Regions from separate parts of the Mus musculus genome. Here regions 1, 3 and 4 are each linked to region 2. The links are chromatin contacts, called in public HiChIP or PLAC-seq and Micro-C maps. All regions are on one chromosome and are shown on one strand. Each heading gives the region's core, a stretch centred on a gene start, on an enhancer-like site or on the middle of the called end of the contact. The rest is flanking DNA. Distances are from core to core; before and after follow the strand shown.

Region 1 (4,265 bases), core at 204-2,703, 480 kb after region 2:
CCCAGAGGCCAGCTGCTATGAGCGGCTGTGAGATCCTACTACCCGCACTCACTCTGGGACATCCTGGGGGTAGTGTGCAGGACGCCCTGTGGGAGGGTGACCCTAGACCAGAGCAGGAGTCCCTCTGAGGCAGTGGCCTCTAAGGGTGAGCCAAGGCCACATTGAGCAACTCATTTGGGGGTCAGGAATGCTGTTTTGGCAGCCCCCCAGAAGCTCAGTCACTCCCAGCTATCTGAGCCAGATGTGAGAACTGGCCAGCAGGGAGACAAGGAGGTGATGGGCATCTCCTGACCCTCTTGCTTCTCGGTGACCATCCAGAACTTGTATTTGGGTTACCAAGTCTCAGAGTGACCTGGCAGCATCCCATGCTGACAAGGTCGTCCTAAGGATCCCACAGTGAGCTCAGCACAGCTCACTGCCCTTAGGGCTTCACTGTGCAGCCCACCCAACACAGGCAGACCTCAGCAGCTACACATGGTCCCTAGCTATGCCTGTCTAGCACTGTAATCCTGGCATCGAGGGCTGTGAGCCAGGCTAGGGGTGGATGCAGGACCTGGAGTGAGCAGGGTAGGAGAGGAGATGCTGTGTATGATGCAAGCTGTCTAGTAGCAGTTCACCACGGAGAGCAGAGGGTGTGGTCCGGCTGAGTGGGAAGGCTGATCAAAGACCAGTGGTGGGAGGCGGGAAGGGAGTGTGACTTATGACTGTTAGATTGCTTAGGCTTGCCCAGCCTGCTTGATGATTCCCATCTGTGAGAGACTTAAGCATCAGCCTAGGAACACCTGTGAGGCTCAGCTTGTCCCCCACCCCCACACTCCTCTCTGTCCCTAGATGCCTGTGGGAGAACCACACTGGAATATTCCAGAGCTCGCCCCACTCCTGCTGTGCTGAGCAGCTCTGCCTCCCTTGGAAGAGATTAGCTGAGCTGTTACTCTAAATGCGCTATGCCAGGCAGCGAGGCTTCAGGCTGCCTGAGCCTCTTTGCTGGAGGCTTGGTGATGAAGCAGTTGGGGCGGGCAAAATGTTCCTGGGATGTGCATCACCTGCCCACCGGCAGCCATGCCAGCACAGCACGCGTCACTGTTGGAGAGGAGGGGGCGGGGCACGGACATGGGCGGAGTCTGAGGGTTGCTTGAGGGGCAGGGGGAGAAGCCTCGTCTGGCAGTTAGGGGCAGCAGGAAGTAGGAAAATCAACCTTCCCTTGTTTTTTTAACTTTCTCTTTCCTGGGTGCCTTTTGCACTCTTGGGCGTTGGTGGCCCTGACAGTGGGAGGGAGGAAGTATAACAGGCTGGTTGGGGTGCTTTTACTTTGGGGGACAGTCTAAGGCTTCTCCACAGAATAATGCTGTCCAGTTTGCCCAGCCCCCAGACTCATCCATCAGTAGGTCTGGAAGCCCTGCCTCCTGCTGGACACTCTGAGAGGTTGACCCAAGCAGCACCTCAGCCAGATATGGTTCTCAGCACAGCTGTCGCTCAGTACCAGTGTGTCTCCAGCACTAGTCAGTGCTTATGTGGTCAGCCAGACCTACATCTGCTAGAGCTGTGTCTCCACTGAGTTTTGTAACAGTAGCCACTTTCTCTAGTATACAGCTTGGCTGAGACATTCAGGTCGTCTGTAGTGGATGTGAGTCTGATGGTGGAGGCTCACATCTGGTGGTGACATCAGAATCAGCACACCAGATGCAGAGGCAGGTGGACTTCTGAGTTCACGGCCAGCCTGGGCTACAAAGAGCAATCCTGTCTCAAAACAACTAACCACACCAATAATAATAATAATAATAATAATAATAATAATAATAATAATAATAATAAAGTGCTTCTGGGGAAGTCACCCAGGGGGCCATTGGATAGAGGCACCGTCTGCCACCCTCCGGTCCTGTTCTGTCTCCCTGTTGGAAGTACTCAGCCAAGAGCCACTACTTTGCAGGGAAGTGAGCTCCGGAGTCACAGCCATAGCCTCTCAGAGGATGGAGTGGTGCAAAGAGAAAGAAAGAGTCGTCACCTGAAGCAAGGCCCCGCCCTTGCCTTCTCGGCTGAGGATGGCTGCACTTTGTATGTGCACTTGGGGAGGCGGATTCTGGAAATGTTGAAACTAACGAAATACTGATTAATGCACCACTTTTGACAGTCAGATTTGAAATGGAAAAGCTGCCGTAGTGGCTCAGAGCCATCATTCAGAAGCGGAAAATAGCCAATTTCTCACATTCGTGCGCCCGCTCCGAAGGATTAATTATCAACACACGCAGAAGCAGCGGTACAGGACAGCTTGGCAGGGTTTCCAGGACGCGTGTCATCGCTGCTTCCAGCCTGGCCCATCACAGTTGATTAGAATTTTAAGGGATTTGAGACCCTGGAACCTATATCAGTGCACAGAAGTCTAGAATAGATAGGTGAGCAAAAAAAGTGCCGTTTTTATATTTCTGGATTCAAACCACTGCTGATTTCCATCACATTGCTCTGGGGGTAATACTGGCTCAACTGGATGAGTTTCTGGATGCAAACCGCAAGCACTTGAGCTCAGTGGCTTAGCACAAAGCAAACACCAGCACACAGAGTGTGTGTGTGTGGCGTGTTCCCAGCACCCAGTACTCCACCTTCTCCCCTCCAGGGCAATCATTCTCTGGTGGCGCCTAGGGGTTTGTCTCTTCTGTCTGTTGCTCTCTCTCCTGGGCTCTCATTCTTTGTGCCCTGTTTTGCTGTCCCATAGGCTGTCTTGCCTTGTTCGGGCAGTTCTGCAGGTGAGCCAGGCCTGCTTCCTGTGTACTGGGTTTGGTGTTATTTTGTGTGTTTTCTTTTGTGAGTTCCAGGACAACTAAGGCTACACAGAGAAACCCTGTCTCAAAAAACAAACAAACAAAAAAAAACAACAACAATGATAATAATAATAATAAAATTTTTAAAGAAAAAAGTAAGTTCTCAAAATAACACTATTGAGTTTTGTAGGTTTTTTTTTTTTCCTTTTGGTTTGTTTGCCTGTTTTTGTTTTGAGTCCCTTTATTGGTTCCAACCCAAGATTCAAAAATTGAAACCACCTGATATGATGATCAGTTTTGTCACAATGACAGAACTTACAAATCACCTGGGAACAGAAGTTGTCTACATCGAGTTGACCTGAAAGAATGTCTTTAGGAGATTGTCGTAATTAAGTCAAATTAATGTGGGAAGACACTGCCTACTGTGGGTGGCATCATTCCCCAAACAAGGGTTTCTAAACTGTTTAAGAGTGTAATGATTCAGCCCGACACAAGGAAGCAAGCATGCATCCACTCACTTCTTTCTCTCTGCTCTTGACTGTGGTGTGATGTGGTGAACTATTTTAAGTTCCTGCCTCTTCTTCACAATGTTGGACTGTAACCTGGAATATTTAGTTAGGAAAAAGTCCCTCTGTCCCTTAAGTTTCTTTTCTGTTAGGTATTTGCTTAAAGCAACAGAAATGAAGCTAGATACCTGACCAAAAAGGAGTCAAAGGTGGACTGACAAAGCACATGGCTCTGCCCCAAGATGGGAGTTCAAGTTAGCCCTGTGGAGGAAGAGGCCCAGAAACCCCCACTTTGGACCTTGCACAGAAACCAGACACTTGGGTATTAACTATTCCTTTATTAGGTGGTAAGGGAACTGAGAAGGTGAGGGTTGTACAGTGCAGGACCTGGGAATTCAGCTACAAAGGACTGTGACCAGGTGCCATATTACAAAAACAGCCTAAAAACATTTCTATTAGGCAGGCTGAGCCAAGAGAACAACAGGAAGAGGGAGAGCCACTCCCACCTTCTGCCCTGTATTTACAATTAGAAGTGGAATGCATACAAAATACATCTCCCCTGACGTGCCCCCCCACCCCAGGCCCTAAAAGGTGAGCCAGGCTCTGGGAGGTGAGCCTGGAGTTGAGGCTTTGAGCAGACAAGACCCCTTTCCCAGTGAGTCTACACGTCTTATCTGGAATGCAGTGAAGTGAGGAAGGGGAATGGGGAGGGGAAGGAGGCTCCCAAATGTCCCCTGACCCCAGGGGAGGGTGTGCCCAAGGCTGGCTACTTGGTACATACGAGGGCCACATACTCAGTACGTGGAGCCCTAGTCATATCTGTGTACTCAGTACACAGAGTCCGGATTGGCCAAACGGGCCCACAGACTCAGCCCCACGGGGGCGCTGGAGGAATTTGCAGCGGGGGGAAGGGAGCAACTCCATATATATATTTTGTAAAAAATAATAATAATAATAAGTTTGTTTAAATGAATTTGTCTCTATACAAAATGTAAAAAAGAAAAAA
Region 2 (4,468 bases), core at 522-3,021:
ACACATTTTCTTGTTATTCCATGAAGAATGAGGCATCACAGCTTGAAAAAAATTTTATTTTAAAGCTGGGTGTCATTGTGCATACCTTTAATCCCAGCCTAGGAGGCAGAGGCAGGTGACTCTTTATGAGTTCAAGGCCAGCTTAGTCTACCTAGTAAGTTCCAGGACAGCCAGGGCTATGTAGAGATCCTGTCTCAAACAACCAACCAACCAATAAATAAATACATCTTTTAGATTTACTAATATGTATGGGGATGTTTTGCTTGCATGTATGTATGTGCACCGCGTGTGTGTGCCTGCTGCTCTTGGAGGCTAGAAGAGAGAGTCAGATCCCCTGGAAATGTAGGTACAGATGATTGTGAGCCACTAGTGGCTTCTGCAAGAACTCCAAGGGCTCTTAACCACTGAGCCATCTCTCCATATCCCCAAACTTCTGTTTGCCTAACATGAACAACTAGGTGTTCTAAGTATTCTAGATGTGATCTAGCACTCTAAAATGACGTCAGGAGCCTACCTGGCACTGGCCCATCTTATTCATTCCCTTGGTGGGGGAGGAGCAACTAACATCAAAACGCATGCGCCCAGGCGGTGGCCTAGACAGGTGCTTCTCTCCTTAGGTTCAAGAGCCCTCTCTAAACCGGGAGAGGTGGCGCACGCCTTAATCTCAGCACTCGCACTCCGGAGGCAGAGGCAGGTGGATTTCTGAGTTCGAGGCGAGGCCAGCCTGGTCTACAAAGTGAGTGCCAGGGCTATTCAGAGAAACCCTGTCTCGAAAAACAAGCAAGCAAGCAAACAAGCAAACAAACAAACAAAAGAGCCCTCTAAAAAGTCCTCTTGCTAGGCGACCCGGGCTGTAGAACTCTCCAAAACCCATGGCAGGCGCAGTTCTCCCAGTGCCATCACTTAAGCGTCCTCGTGGAACGGGAAGCCATAGAACAACCCGAACCCAAACTTGGCGAATGTGGCCCAGGGTATCCTGCTTCCCTCCCTACTCACACGGAGAGGCCGCTCTTCCAGTGGGGTTTTCCTAGGACTATGACGCTCCCGCACAGACCGCCTGGCCACTCGATCAGTGTGTGGCAGTGACGTGGGAAACTCTCCGCAGGTGTACAGCCCTAGGTCTCGCGCCCTCCCCCGCCCCAACTGGGTCCCGCACAAGGAGGAGAACCCGCTCTCCCACGACTCCGCCACCCCGCACGACACTACTTCAATATTTACCCTCACCCCGGCACCAGTGCCCCAAAGAACAATTTGCGAAACAGCGGTCTCCATCCAAAACTGGGGAAATCGATGACCCAGTTTTGTCTCTAGCGCGTCACCCTAGAACCCGGCTCCACGTTCAGAGACTAGCAGTCGTGGGACCTGAGGCCACGTGGGTGCTCAGCATAGGGCTGCGGGGAGGTCGATACTAGCGGGAAGAGGGCAATGGACGCAGGTGGCATCGAGGTGGAGGGACAAGTCAGGACGCCCCGGTGGGAGCACGGGGACCTTAGCGAGCTGCGCGTCAGGCACCGGGCTCACGAGCTGCGCGTCCAGGTACAGAGGAAGCCAAGTCCGTGCCCAGGGATGGGGAGTGCCCGCGGGCTACCGAACCGCAGCGAGGATCTCGCTGTGTGCGCGGCGTGGGAGTCAGTGCGGCCGGAGCTCACCTAGACTCGGACGCGGGAAAACGGCTCGGCCTGTGCTAGGATGGAGAGCACGCTCGGACAGGATCCCAGCTCAGATCCCAGGGAAGGGTGGCGGGTCTAGAACCAACCCAGCCACACACAACAGGCTTCGGCGATTGGCCCGGCGCCGGGGGGCGGAGGGCCGACACCCGCCAATCCTGGGCCGCAGAACGGCCTCCCACTCACCCCGCCCCCCCACACCCCTTCCCCTCTCCACCCCCACTCTGGCTCCGCCAAGCTCGGCTGGACGCCGGGCCTCCACAGCGGGGTGTCTGCTTGCTCTGGGAGTTGTGCTCAAAAGCTCGAAAGGAGAAGTTCTGCCGTCTAACACGTGTTTGTCGTGAGGCACACGACACGGAGGGGCCCCAGGTCTGTGCCCAAAGGTCTGTACCTTGCGGCACAGCCTGGCTAAGTGTCAGGGAACCTCGTTTCCCAGGACCCGATCCTCTCGAGGACGTGGAGCTTCCTAGCTTGGCAGGCTCGAGTCACACATCACTATTCTGAACGGCAGGACCTGACGCTCAAAGAGCCCAGAGTTCTTCCAAGCAACTGGCCTGAGAGGCCTGGGTCAGTGGTGTCACTGGAAGGGCGCCCCCAATATCGATATCTGTAGGAGGTTAAAAATGGGCGTGACGTATGACGTGATGGTGCCTGCAATCCCAGCATTTGGACTCGAGAGAAGTGAATCTCAAGTTTGAGTGCGAGGCCAACCTGGGCTACATAAAGAGACCTGGAAGCGGGGAGGGGGGAGGTGTCTCTCTCCATCTCTCCGGCCCTGAGTTTAGCTTGGTGAAATATGGTGAGCTCCAACTTCTGATCTTCCTGCCACCTCAGACCTGGGACTGCAGATCTGGGTCACCATACACAGCCGAATGTAGCATTTGATTAGAAGGGCCACATCTTGTTCCAGTGAGAAATCTTCTGGGCTGGAAAGTGTACGCCCTAGGGCAAGAGCCAGGGTCTGAGAAACCTGCTGCCAAGCTGGAAGGAGAGCCTGTTTGTTAGGGAGCCAGTTACTATGCTGAGTTGTTTTGCTTCCCAGTGTATCTTATTTTGTCATACCAAGGGCAAGAACACTAACAGCAATTCCCAGGGATCCTTCTCTCAAGATCCCAAATGTCTGGCCAGGTCTTAGGAGATATGATAAACGTACATTAGTGGTGGAAGTGACTTAAAGCCACGGTTACGGTGCCCTTAAGAGAAGACGAGAATTTGAATGGAGAAACAACCCTATGAAGATGCAGGCAGGCATTGGAGTTACTGTAGACACACAAGCTGCCAGGACTGCTTGGCCCTGGCTGGCTGCCACCTCCAACAAAGAAGAGGAGGACTAAAGAAATGACACCCCACCCCCAGCCCCGGTCTCCAGCATCCTGGAAACACACACACACACACACACACACACACACACACACACACACACACGTTTGCAATTCTGTCCCATACAAGTATTTCCATTTTAAATCAAGTTTCTGAGAAGTTTCTTTTTTCTTTTCTTTTCTTTTCTTTTTTTTTTTTTTTTTTTTTTTTTGGGTTTTTGAGACAGGGTTTCTCTGTGTAGCCCTGGCTGTCCTGGAACTCACTCTGTAGACCAGGCTGGCCTCGAACTCAGAAATCTACCTGTCTCTGCCTCCCGAGTGCTGGGATTAAAGGCGTGCGCCACCATGCCCGGCTCTTCGTTTTATTTAAAATTGAAATTTTTGAACTCATTTCAGACAGCTTGAAAAATGGCAGGAAGAGTGTTTGGTTTCGAACCCAGGACAAGGGACTGAAGTGCCTATTTTACAAACCAAAGCAGACCTGGCTTCCAGGTTCTCCCAGCATCCCTCAGTCCCTACCTGGCCCGAAACCCTGAACTCTCCAGACCAGAGGATAGCTGCTCTTCCCTCAGAGGCTCCTCCATATACAATGCAGACATTTTGGTCTCCCTCTATCCCTCTTCTTCACCTTTCTCTCTCTGTGTGTACCGCTCCCTCCTTTCTTTCTCTCTCCCTCCCCTCCCTCCCTTTCCCCATGGTAACTTCCTTGGCTTTGGTCCTTGGGGTCAGTGAACTCACCTACCCGAGAGCAGCTTCACAATAAACCTGCCTTTACTATAATCTAATCAGATTTAATTCGGCTCATTTCATCGAAGAGATAACCTATCAAAGAGTAGAAAGAAGCATGCCTTTAATCCCAGCACTCGGGAGGCAGAGGCAGGTGGATCTCTGAGTTCGAGGCCAGCCTGGTCTACAAAGTGAGTTCCAGGACAGCCAGGGCTATACAGAGAAACCCTGTCTTGAAAAACCAAAAAAAAAAAAAATGCCATCTGAGACAGGTGAGACACGGTCCTAGTTTGCTCTCCATTGCTGTGATAAACGCCATGACCAAAGTGACTTGGGGAAGACTAGGTTTCTAATGCTTACTAACATGTTAACAGCCATTTTGGGGTGGGGGGAACTCAGGACAGAAACTCAGGTGGAGACAGGGAAAACTTCCCACAGGCCTGCCCACAGGCCAGTTTGATGGAGGTATTTTCTCATCTGGGCTTCCATCTCAGATGACTCTAGATTGTGTCAAAATTGATGAAAATCCTAGCCCTCCCAGTCAGCCTTTCCCCTCAATACTTGAGGAGTTCCTCAAACCAGGACTGCTTTCCATACACACAATGCACCCGTCAAGTCAGGAACTTAACCAGGTCACTGTGCTCCGGTGGCCTGCCATTACACAGAGTTTGCCAGCATCCCCAATGCTGCCCTCTGCCAAGTCCCTGGGGTTGTGCGCCCCCTCCCCCCCTTTTAAAAAAAATCTGGAAGAGTTCC
Region 3 (4,824 bases), core at 1,314-3,813, 490 kb before region 2:
TAGCCAGCCAGCCTAGCCAATCGGTAAACTCTGCATTCAGTGAGAGACCCTGTCTCAAAAACTATGGGGGAGAAGGACTAAGGGAAGCACCCAAACTCTGCAGAGTACCTCCACATGCAGGCACGCACATACACACACAGAGGCACACACTGGTACATACACACAAGTACACACAGTACACACGCACATGTACAAGTACACATACAAATACATACACACTCAGAGGTGTACACACACGGAGGCGCACACACACAGAGATACGATACACAGAGTACGCACACACAGAGGTATACATACAGATACATACACACAGGTACACAGGAACAGTAGTCATGTACACATACAGGTACACATACGGATATAGACACACAGGTACACACTCAGACACAGACACACACACACACAGGAGGGACCCTCAGCAGGTGAGTGTGGGTGGGAATGGCTCTTGCCAGGTTCCAGGCAGGCCCCACCGACAACCATTACCTTCCACAGACTGTGGGAAGAAACACCAGGGCACTTCAAAGATCAGGTTGGAAAAGCAGCAGTTTCGACTGGCACAGTCCTCGGGACTGATGCCCGGGTACCCACAATTCTTGCGAGCTGACACTTCCATGACACACTGCTCCGATTCTGGTTGTGAGGAAGAGCAACATCCAAGGCTTTGTCAGGCTGGACACTCACTGAGGGCTACAAGGTCTGCCTTCTTAGGGACACTGAATTTGCAGGCTCTGAGTGTCCCAAGGAGCTCCTTGGGGGTGGCGTCTCTCAGGAGAGTAATGCCCAAGGACTGGTTGTCCTCCCCACAGGAGGGCACTAATGTTGGGAGGTGATCACAGAACTTTTGCAGAACTGGGGCCTCGGGAAAACCACGTTACCTTCTCTGGACTCAGCATTGAGCTCTGTGAAATAAGAGCAGCCCACTGTACCACGCCCAGAAGCTTGAAGACATTGATATCGAAAGGGACCCTGGACGCAGCCACTAACCTACCTGGTTTTTCTTCAGAGCATGCTGGTCATTTGGGAGGATATTCCCTACCACGAGTGCCCCAGTGGCAAAGCCCATGCCTGCGGTGAACTCACACACAGCTGGCATTCTTGTGCGTACTGTATTCACAGTTTGCCCTGGCTTGAAACCCATCATATCTGATGCCTCCACGCCCCCTTCCCAAGCTGCTTTGGAAGTTACATTTTTATGTACAGGCCAATGGTAGATTTAGGGTATGGGATGGGGATCGGGGAGGGGGTAAGGGTATAGAAGAGGCATTTAAGGCTTCCTTCGTGTTAACCTGGGCTAGCTCTAGCTCAGCTAGGCTTCCAAGCACCTGCTGTAGACCTTGCCCAGGGCCAGGTCCTAAGCCGACAGCTGGCAGAAGGACCTGGCTCTCCAAAGTTTACCTTGGTTTGGAAGTGGGTGGAAACACCAAGGGACCCCAGCGACGCTAGAGTCAAAGCAGCATCCAAGATCAAAGCACTGCTCACTGGTGATGCCCGGGAAGCCACAGTTCTTTCTGTTGTGGGGTGTCAGCCTGGAGCACCGACAGGGGGCTGTGGATAGAGCGAGCCATCATGGTCATCCCTGCCCAGCATGCTAGATGCTTCTTCCAACCTGCCCTGGGAGCTTAGGACACTTGCAGAATCTCATTGCCCAAGGGGTGACATGAGGTCTTATTTTGCCCATGTTAAAGCTATCTGGCTTCCTCCTGGGGAAACCAGGGGAGGCTTTTATTGAAACCATTTCATTTGTGAAAGAAAGAAAGAAAGAAACAAAGAAAGAGGGAAGGAAGGAAGGAAGGAAGGAAGGAAGAAAGAAACAAAGAAAGAAGGAAGGAAGGAAAGAAGGAAAGAAAGAAAGAAAGAAAGAAAGAAAGAAAGAAAGAAAGAGAGGAAGAAAGAAAGAAAGAAAGAAAGAAAGAAAGAAAGAAAGAAAGAGAGGAAGAAAGAAAGAAAGAAAGAAAGAAAGAAAGAAGAGAGGAAGAAAGAAAGGAAGGAAGGAAGAAAAGAAAGAAAGAAAGAAAGAAAGAAAGAAAGAAAGAAAGAAAGAAAGAAAGAAAGGAAGGAAGGAAGGAAGGAAGGAAGAGGTAAAGAGAGAGAAGGGAAGGGAAGGAAGAAGGCGACACAAACCTTCTGTAAAGAGGGTGACTCTATGAACCTATGCAGAAGTCAAGGTCACAAGATAGGCCCAAGACAGCAGGCCCTCCTGTCCTCCTAACCAGGCTGACACCTGTAGACATAGCCCTTCTGAATAAGAGATTCTGGGTGAGCTTCCCACAGCAGCACCCAGACAGCAGGGTGCTGTCTAGCTCCTTGCAATCTGTCACCCTGCCTTTGTCCTTTGAGGGAACATAGAGAAAAAACCCACCTAGTCCAGGTCCTAGATGAACTACAGCCCATCACTCAAGGGGGCTCAGATCCTACCTTTCACCTGCTGGGTCTCCACGGACTTTTACTTACAAGGTTTCTCGCCCTCTACCAGAGCATGCAGTCCCAAAACCAGGACCACTGCCAGCAGGGGGGCACCTCGAGGTCGCATGTCTGCTCCACTGGACCTGGGCAGCCTGCAGAATGCCCAGTTCCCACCAGCTGGCATTTTATTGGCTCCTGTTTGTTTGCTCAATGGCCCTGATAACTGTCCCTTACTCGTGGCCCCAAGCCTCCTAGGTTCTTTGTGCAGAAAAGCTGACATGGCTCCAAGTGGAGGCCCAGAGGAGGTGGGAAAAACCCCTCCGGACATGGGCTGGGTCAGGCTGGGTCGTGCCAGGTTACTGAAAGGGGAATGGGCCACGTATGCAACTGGAATAGGGCACCCACAGGGTCACACCCAGGAAGGGATTAGCCTCGTGGTGTTACTCTGGGTAAGGTTTGTGCCTACTGTAGAGACTTCTTAGGTTTTGTTTTTTGTTTGTTTTCTTTTTTTGTTTCTTGTTTGTTTGTTTTGTTTTGTTTTTTAAATATTTGAAGTGAATGACGCTATGGAGAAACAAAGAGCACAGAGAGAGAAGGTCATTATATCCAGGAGCCTCCCAGGGGAGGGGGAGCATCTCCAGGGGACCCAGTCTGCATTCCTGATGCAAGGCACACCCTACTTCACCTGGCTCCCTGCCAGCCCCAAGGACTGTTGTACACAGAGACCAGCCGCCAGGGCCTAAGGGAGCCGTCATGGGGCAGGCAGCTTTCTTCATCCCTGAAGCTGGACACTCTTTGCCCCGTGGGGATACTTCACTTCCCTCACACAGTGCCTAGGACTGAGATGCCCACCCATGAAATGCCCCGGAGAGGGGATTTGTAAAATGGACACCGAGGACAGAACCCAGGGGATCAGGACAACTCAGAACAGAAATGTCAGAGGAGAGAAGGAGAGGGACTGTGTGTGTGTGTGTGTGTGTGTGTCCTTTGGGGCTGAAGGAGTCTGCCCAGCTGTGGGAGATAGGCTACAGAGTCCATGACTCGGATACAGAATTTAAAAGCCTTGGCCCCATCCCAGGCTCTAAAGAGCAGACCTAAATCCTCAAAACCTCACCTGGATCCTTGCAAACCCAGCAGGGCTCTATTTCTCTGTGGCACATCCCAGCGGTTCTTTATCTCTGTGTTTATTACGTATCTTTGTTGTTGTTGTTGCTGTGCTGTTTTGGTGTCAACTTGACACAAGCCAGGGTCATCTGGCAAGAGATGGAAAGCAGACTGAGTAAGCCATGGGGGGTGGGTGGGGGGAAGCCAGTAAGCAGCATTTCTCCATGGTCTCTGCTTCAGTTCCTGCCTCCTGGTTCCTGCCTCCAGGTTCCTGCTTGGTGGTCCTGTCTGACTTCCCTCAATGACTGACTGATAGGGATGTATTGGATAAATAATTGCTTTTCTATCCAGGTTCCTTTTGGTTATCATAGCAAGGGGCAGTCAACTAGGACAGCCATCAAGATGATAAGACTTGCCAAGAACCCATTTTCTTGAACATCCTCATTCCTCCCTCCTCTCTGGCCCACATCCCAACCCAAGTTCCCCTGCCCCATCAGGGGTTCCGCCAAAGCCACCTGTCCCCTGAAGAGACATTTATCTTTCCTTTGAGCATTATCCCTTCCCCCTGTACAAGCCTGTGTCCTGATGAACAGGCTATCCATATTATGAGCACTGCACCCCCGCCCCATTCCATATAAAGTCAAGGGTACTGCACAACAATAGACAGCCATATCTGTGGGACCAGGCTGTGGGCCAATCACAGAGGCTCAGGAGAACCCCACAGCTACAGTTTCCACTTTATAGGAAAACTTATGGGTGCTGTGGATACAGACTCTGCACTGTGCCACGTCTATTGCACCTGCCTCACTGGGGTCCACTGACCCGTCTCTGATGACAAGGACTCAGTCCCAAGGTCATTGGCCCAAATCTTGGTACAGGCATAAACGGCTTCTGAACCCCAGGCAGGTCACATGCAGACTGATGGCTGCCGGGCTCTGTATCTTCTGTATCTTCTCCTGGACTCTAGGAACTTCCCCTTCTCTCTCTCTCTCTCTCTCTCTCTCTCTCTCTCTCTCTCTCTCTCTCTCAGAACCTGAACTCTCCACGGACAAAACACGGGCTTCTTTCCCGTTCAGTACACTCTCGCTTCTAGCACTTTCTCTGTGGCTACCACAGCAGCTGCTTCCTTAAATCCTAACCCTCGACTCCACAGCAGCTCAGCTCTCCTTGTCTGTGCCTCTTCTCCTCCAGCCCGACTTCCAGGGGGCTCACATCACCACCCCCCCCACTACAACACCAGGAGCACCCCGCTGCCTCCTCCAGGGCTTGCATGTGCAAGCCTCGCGCTGCTGCTTCTGCGCATGCTCTCAGACCAGC
Region 4 (4,205 bases), core at 196-2,695, 340 kb before region 2:
GGTCCTGTCTCAGCTTCCTCGGGAGGCTGTGTTCTCTGTTGTAAGGAAAGGCCTTCTAAAAGTGGTCAATCAAGTTGGGGAGCTCAAATTTTACTTTGGCTGGGGTAGTTTGGGGCAGCTACAGAAAACAAAACAAAACCACGGAACACAGGCATAAGGGCAAGGGACTCTTGAGCAAGCTTGGTGATGGCAGGCCTGAGAACTAGTGACATGGGGAGGAGGCGCCTAGAGTAGATGTAAGCGTCCACTTGAGTTGCTGCCTACAAGGAATGGAGAGTTAGGGAGGAAAAAAAGGGGGGTGGGGTGGGAAACATCTAGCCAAAGGAACAGGGTAGAGTGGCCAGAGTTCCCCGGCCACTTCTATATGAGATGTGGGTGCAGGTGGCTCAAACAGGAAGTCAACTTTGCTTGTAGGGTACAGAACACTTCTCAAAAGCCTGTAGATAGAAGTATGGCTGGGCCTTCCCCAATTCAGCAGACTGCGTTCGCGCTTGTGGCGCGGGTGGGCTGTGGGGAGGAGAGTGAAGCTGTGGGCCGCCTGTACACCAACCAGTCTGAAGAGGGCGCTAGTTACCCCCGCCAAACACTCCTCACCCTCGCCCTGGCTCTCTCTGTTCATGCATCGGGTTGGTTTTGGTTTAGGCACGGTTTTACCCAGTGGGTGTTCCTAGGAAGTTGTTTTCCTGCCTGGTTTTGCTGTTCCAGGCAGGTGCTGATCTGCGGCAGGGGGCTGAGCGGCAGGACTGGCTTTGGATGCCAGGCCAGGCCGACACGTGGAGGCGTGAGGCAGATGCCCTTTAGAAAAGTAATCAGGCCCTTCCCGGACTTTCCAGGATCAATTCTTGGCAGGAGGTGTGGGGTTTGAAAGATAATTATCCGGAATTGACCAGGAAGCTGTGTGCCAGGGCACTTCTCATGACCGGGGTGGCTGGCCTTCAGGACTTAACCATGCAAGCCATTTATCACACTGACACAGGTGCGGTACCAGGCGTGTGCCAGCTCCATTTGTAGCATACCGGATGCTCTTGACTCTTGACACTTGATGTGGTAGGCCGAGAGAGGCCATCCTCAGTCCAGGACTCCGAGGGAGCAAATCTTTACCTCGGAACTTGTCTATGTCGCTGGCATTAGTAAGGTCCGCCTCGGGGACAAAAGCCTGGTGGTGGTGAGGTCCCCTAGGAGCTAGCGTTTGGCTGCTGGGCACCATGCCAGTAAGAGCCCGGCGTCCTGCGGGGCCTAGGAGAGCATGACAGGCAGGTGTGGGGACCCAGGAACAGCTAGAGGATGCTCCAGCTGAGCATCTCCGGGCTGTGTGCGATCTGAGCATCCCTTGGGCGCGCGCGGGGCCGGGGTCAGGGGGCGCGCGGGAGAGGGAGGAGCCGCACAGGGTCGGCGTTCACAGGGCCGGGAAAGTGAAAGGGCGGCCGCTCCAGGAAGTCGACGGCAGGAAGCACGCGACGCGGGCTGCGGAGCGCAGGTAGGCGCGGGGACAACGGAGGACCCTCCCCAGCGGCGCTCACCTGCCAGCCGCCACGCACCTGCCGTGGGCCCCGCTTCGGCCTCTCCGCCGTTTGTCTCCCTCTGCTGTGTGGCTGGAGAGCCGGGGACAAACCAAGCGCTTTTCCTAGAGTGGGACGTCTTTGAAGTAAGGGCTCCTAGAGTGGCCTTGAGAGACAGTGCGGGGGCGATCCGGTGCTGGTGACGTTGAATTCCCGGGGAAAGTGGAAGCAAAAGGTTCCCTGAGACCCGGGGGCTGGGGTCGCCTAGCTGTGATGCTGGGTCCCCTCCCGGCCCCAGGCCGCGAGTGACAGCTGTGAGAAGACGCCTGCCGGAGACCCAGCGCTTTGTCTGCTGCCGCTCGTAGGGGACGTGGGCGTGCCTGTAGCCTTCACCACCCGGCCAAGCGGCTGTAGGACCTGGGAGGAGGAGCCGGCTCGCAAAGCCCTTGGGAAAGCTCTCAGCCAGCACCCTGGGCTCCGGTTGTTTGTTTGCTAAAAGAACTGCTTCCCGGAGCCCGGGCTCTGTGGCCAACGCAGTGACAGCCACCGTCTGGGCGGTAATAAAGGGTTTAAACCACCGGAAAAGTCCCCCAGCTCCGCGCACTTAGGGTCCACCCAAGGATCTTGGTGGCCCGCAGGTAAAGATTTGCATTTGAACGGAAGACCCTCCCCTTGCTCTTGGTTTAAATTCTTAAGGTGCTTTTTCCTGGTCTTTAGAGCTCTCTGCACCTGCCTGCCTCCCTACCTGCCTTCTCGCCCTGGAACTTAAATTGCGTGAAGTTGGGCGAGTTGGTAAATATATTATTCGGCTTTACACAGAATTCCCTCTTTTGGGGGTCCTGTTTGCACCCTGAGTTCCTGGGAGTATTGTTACAGGTCTGGTTCGGTGGAGAACACCCGGGGTGCGTTGTTTGCTGTGAGTGGGCTAAGAGCTATGGTGGATAGAATTCTGACTCCTTGTATTTAAGCTCAGGACAAGTGAAAATAACAGTTTCTGTTTATCTCCCACGGCCAATGGAGCCTTTAAACGCTTAGAAAGGGCTCGATTAGAGGAGTTAGTGTTTGTCTTGGTTTAAAACAAAACTCTTGAAGCTTTTGGAGGGAGTTTGGTTCCCAGGTTTGCCCTTTTATAAAGTGCCATCATTTTGACAGGTTGCCTTAGGCTGCCTTGATGTTGCCTGTGTGCTAAAGACTGGAAAACCCCCCTTGGGGCATTGCTCTTGCTTTTGCTAACTCCCACCCACTCCTGAGTCTCCTTGAAGGGTTGATGGGTTCTGGGTAGCTCAGAGCCCGGTAGCTGGGAGGATCGTGGGTGTGTCTGTCCGTCCCTCAACTCTTGCTTGGCTGGGCTCTCTGTGTGCTCCTGAGCCTGGTCGGGTGCTGCCTCACCATGGAAAAACTCCTAATTGCTCTCCTTTCCCTGTCCAATGATCACACTGCCTTCCTGTCCTTTTCTCTAATGGGCTGAAATTCACTGGGAGTTTCTAAGAGGTGACATTTAAAAACTACTTTAACTACTTTCCTTGGGCTAGATGCCAAGGCCTGTCAGCAGAGCCACGTGCTCCCCTTCCGTTCAGGGATAGGCAGGAGGAAGTGTACTTGTGCCTGAGAAGGCATGCCCCACCCCCACTCCCACCCCCTAGGAAAATGAAACGCCTGGAATTGGCCTAGGTATGAAGCCCACCTAGCTGGGCTAGCCTCATCTCTTCTTAGAACGGCGGTTCTCAACCTTTCTTAATGCTGTGACCCTTAAATACAATTCCTCATGTTATTTCATTGCTCCTTCATAGCTGTAATTTTGCTACTGAAATGCATGGTAGGTAATGTAAATATCTGATCTGCAGGATATCTGATATGCACCCCTGTTGAGGCGGAGACTCACAGGCTGAGAACTGCCATCTTAGAGGGAAAGCTATGTCTTGGACTCCGAGAGGCTGTGTCAGTAGCCTTCATGACCTGAAATTTTGTTTTGTTTTTGCTTTGTTGTTGTTGTTTTTCGAGACAGGGTTTTTCTGTATAGCCCTGGCTGTCCTGGAGCTCACTTTGTAGACCAGGCTGGCCTTGAAGTCAGAAATCCGCCTGCCTCTGCCTCCCGAGTGCGGGGATTAAAGGCGTGGACCACCACACCCAGCTATTACCTGGAATTTTGAGGGAACAAGTTTTAGAGATGCTGTTCAGGCCAGCAAGAAAAGGACTTTGCTAAGCAGAGTTTTCAATACCCCAAATGTAGAGTTGACATCTGTCCATCCTCTAGTGCACTCCTTCCAGAATGGATGCCCAACCCCCATCCAGCTACATCATCATCTCAGTGAAATGGCTAGCATTATTTATAGAAGCCAGGAGGGTTTTTTTTTTTCCCTGATAACTCTTTAAGGCTGTCTGGCACTGTTGCTGGGCGGTTTTGCCTGGCGGTATGATAGATTGATTTCACTGGTCACGGGGGTGAGTTTTCAGTATTTTAGTGGAGGAAAAAAAGTGGATCCTGGCTTTTATTTTTAAGCCTTGTACAATTTAAAACAAATCCTTTAGTCAAAACCATCAAACCTCAAAATTATTTCAAATGTGCACTCGAAGCACACATGTAGGGACCAAGCCCAACAAACTCATTTTGAGCAAACCCTCTTTGAAAGATATCATTTAAATATGGAGGTTTGAGCCAAAGTCCCACAACTTCTGGTTTAGTCTGGAGGCAGCATCTTTGCGCCA

What was found. A called contact is a pair of places that touch in the nucleus more often than the background predicts. HiChIP or PLAC-seq counts read pairs in DNA pulled down with a chosen protein or histone mark.
Region 1: a contact with region 2 is called in an H3K4me3 HiChIP or PLAC-seq map of embryonic stem cells, with 3 times the contacts expected there. The contact joins the enhancer-like site here to the promoter of Cbs in region 2. A contact is called at or near these places in 1 of 39 promoter capture datasets (neural stem cells), 6 of 115 datasets of contacts at active chromatin or transcription factors (astrocytes, embryonic basal ganglia, embryonic stem cells and 1 more) and 2 of 9 other capture datasets (adipose tissue and embryonic stem cells).
Region 3: a contact with region 2 is called in a FOXA1 HiChIP or PLAC-seq map of pancreatic cancer cells. The contact joins the promoter of Tff2 here to the promoter of Cbs in region 2. A contact is called at or near these places in 1 of 39 promoter capture datasets (pre-B cells), 1 of 115 datasets of contacts at active chromatin or transcription factors (pancreatic cancer cells) and 1 of 9 other capture datasets (macrophages).
Region 4: a contact with region 2 is called in a Micro-C map of embryonic stem cells, with 2.8 times the contacts expected there. The contact joins the promoter of Slc37a1 here to the promoter of Cbs in region 2. A contact is called at or near these places in 2 of 484 Hi-C or Micro-C datasets (embryonic stem cells and nephron progenitors), 4 of 115 datasets of contacts at active chromatin or transcription factors (embryonic stem cells, epiblast stem cells and pancreatic cancer cells) and 2 of 9 other capture datasets (adipose tissue and pancreatic islet).

Annotation. Positions count from the first base shown.
Region 1 is chr17:32,117,243-32,121,507 of GRCm38.p6, forward strand. The region is part of intron 1 of Gm38585 (a long non-coding RNA gene); the gene reads left to right. Notch3 (notch 3) reads right to left here. Exons shown (of 33, transcript NM_008716.3): 33 at 3,578-4,265. Among named protein-coding and RNA genes, the nearest start is that of Gm38585, 6.2 kb to the left of the region's middle. Within about 2 kb of position 1,454, at least 123 of the 459 cell types and tissues checked have an H3K27ac peak or open chromatin away from gene starts, as enhancers often do. A contact at or near this core is called in embryonic stem cells and pancreatic cancer cells, where this site is marked.
Region 2 is chr17:31,635,434-31,639,901 of GRCm38.p6, forward strand. It overlaps Cbs (cystathionine beta-synthase), which reads right to left and starts at 1,772. Exons shown (of 17, transcript NM_144855.3): 1 at 1,650-1,772.
Region 3 is chr17:31,141,719-31,146,542 of GRCm38.p6, forward strand. Tff2 (trefoil factor 2 (spasmolytic protein 1)) reads right to left here and starts at 2,564. Exons shown (of 4, transcript NM_009363.3): 1 at 2,452-2,564; 2 at 1,396-1,545; 3 at 484-630. The coding sequence starts at 2,530.
Region 4 is chr17:31,294,779-31,298,983 of GRCm38.p6, forward strand. It overlaps Slc37a1 (solute carrier family 37 (glycerol-3-phosphate transporter), member 1), which reads left to right and starts at 1,446. Exons shown (of 20, transcript NM_001242427.1): 1 at 1,446-2,137. It overlaps Gm30139 (a long non-coding RNA gene), which reads right to left and starts at 83. Exons shown (of 3, transcript XR_001782201.2): 1 at 1-83.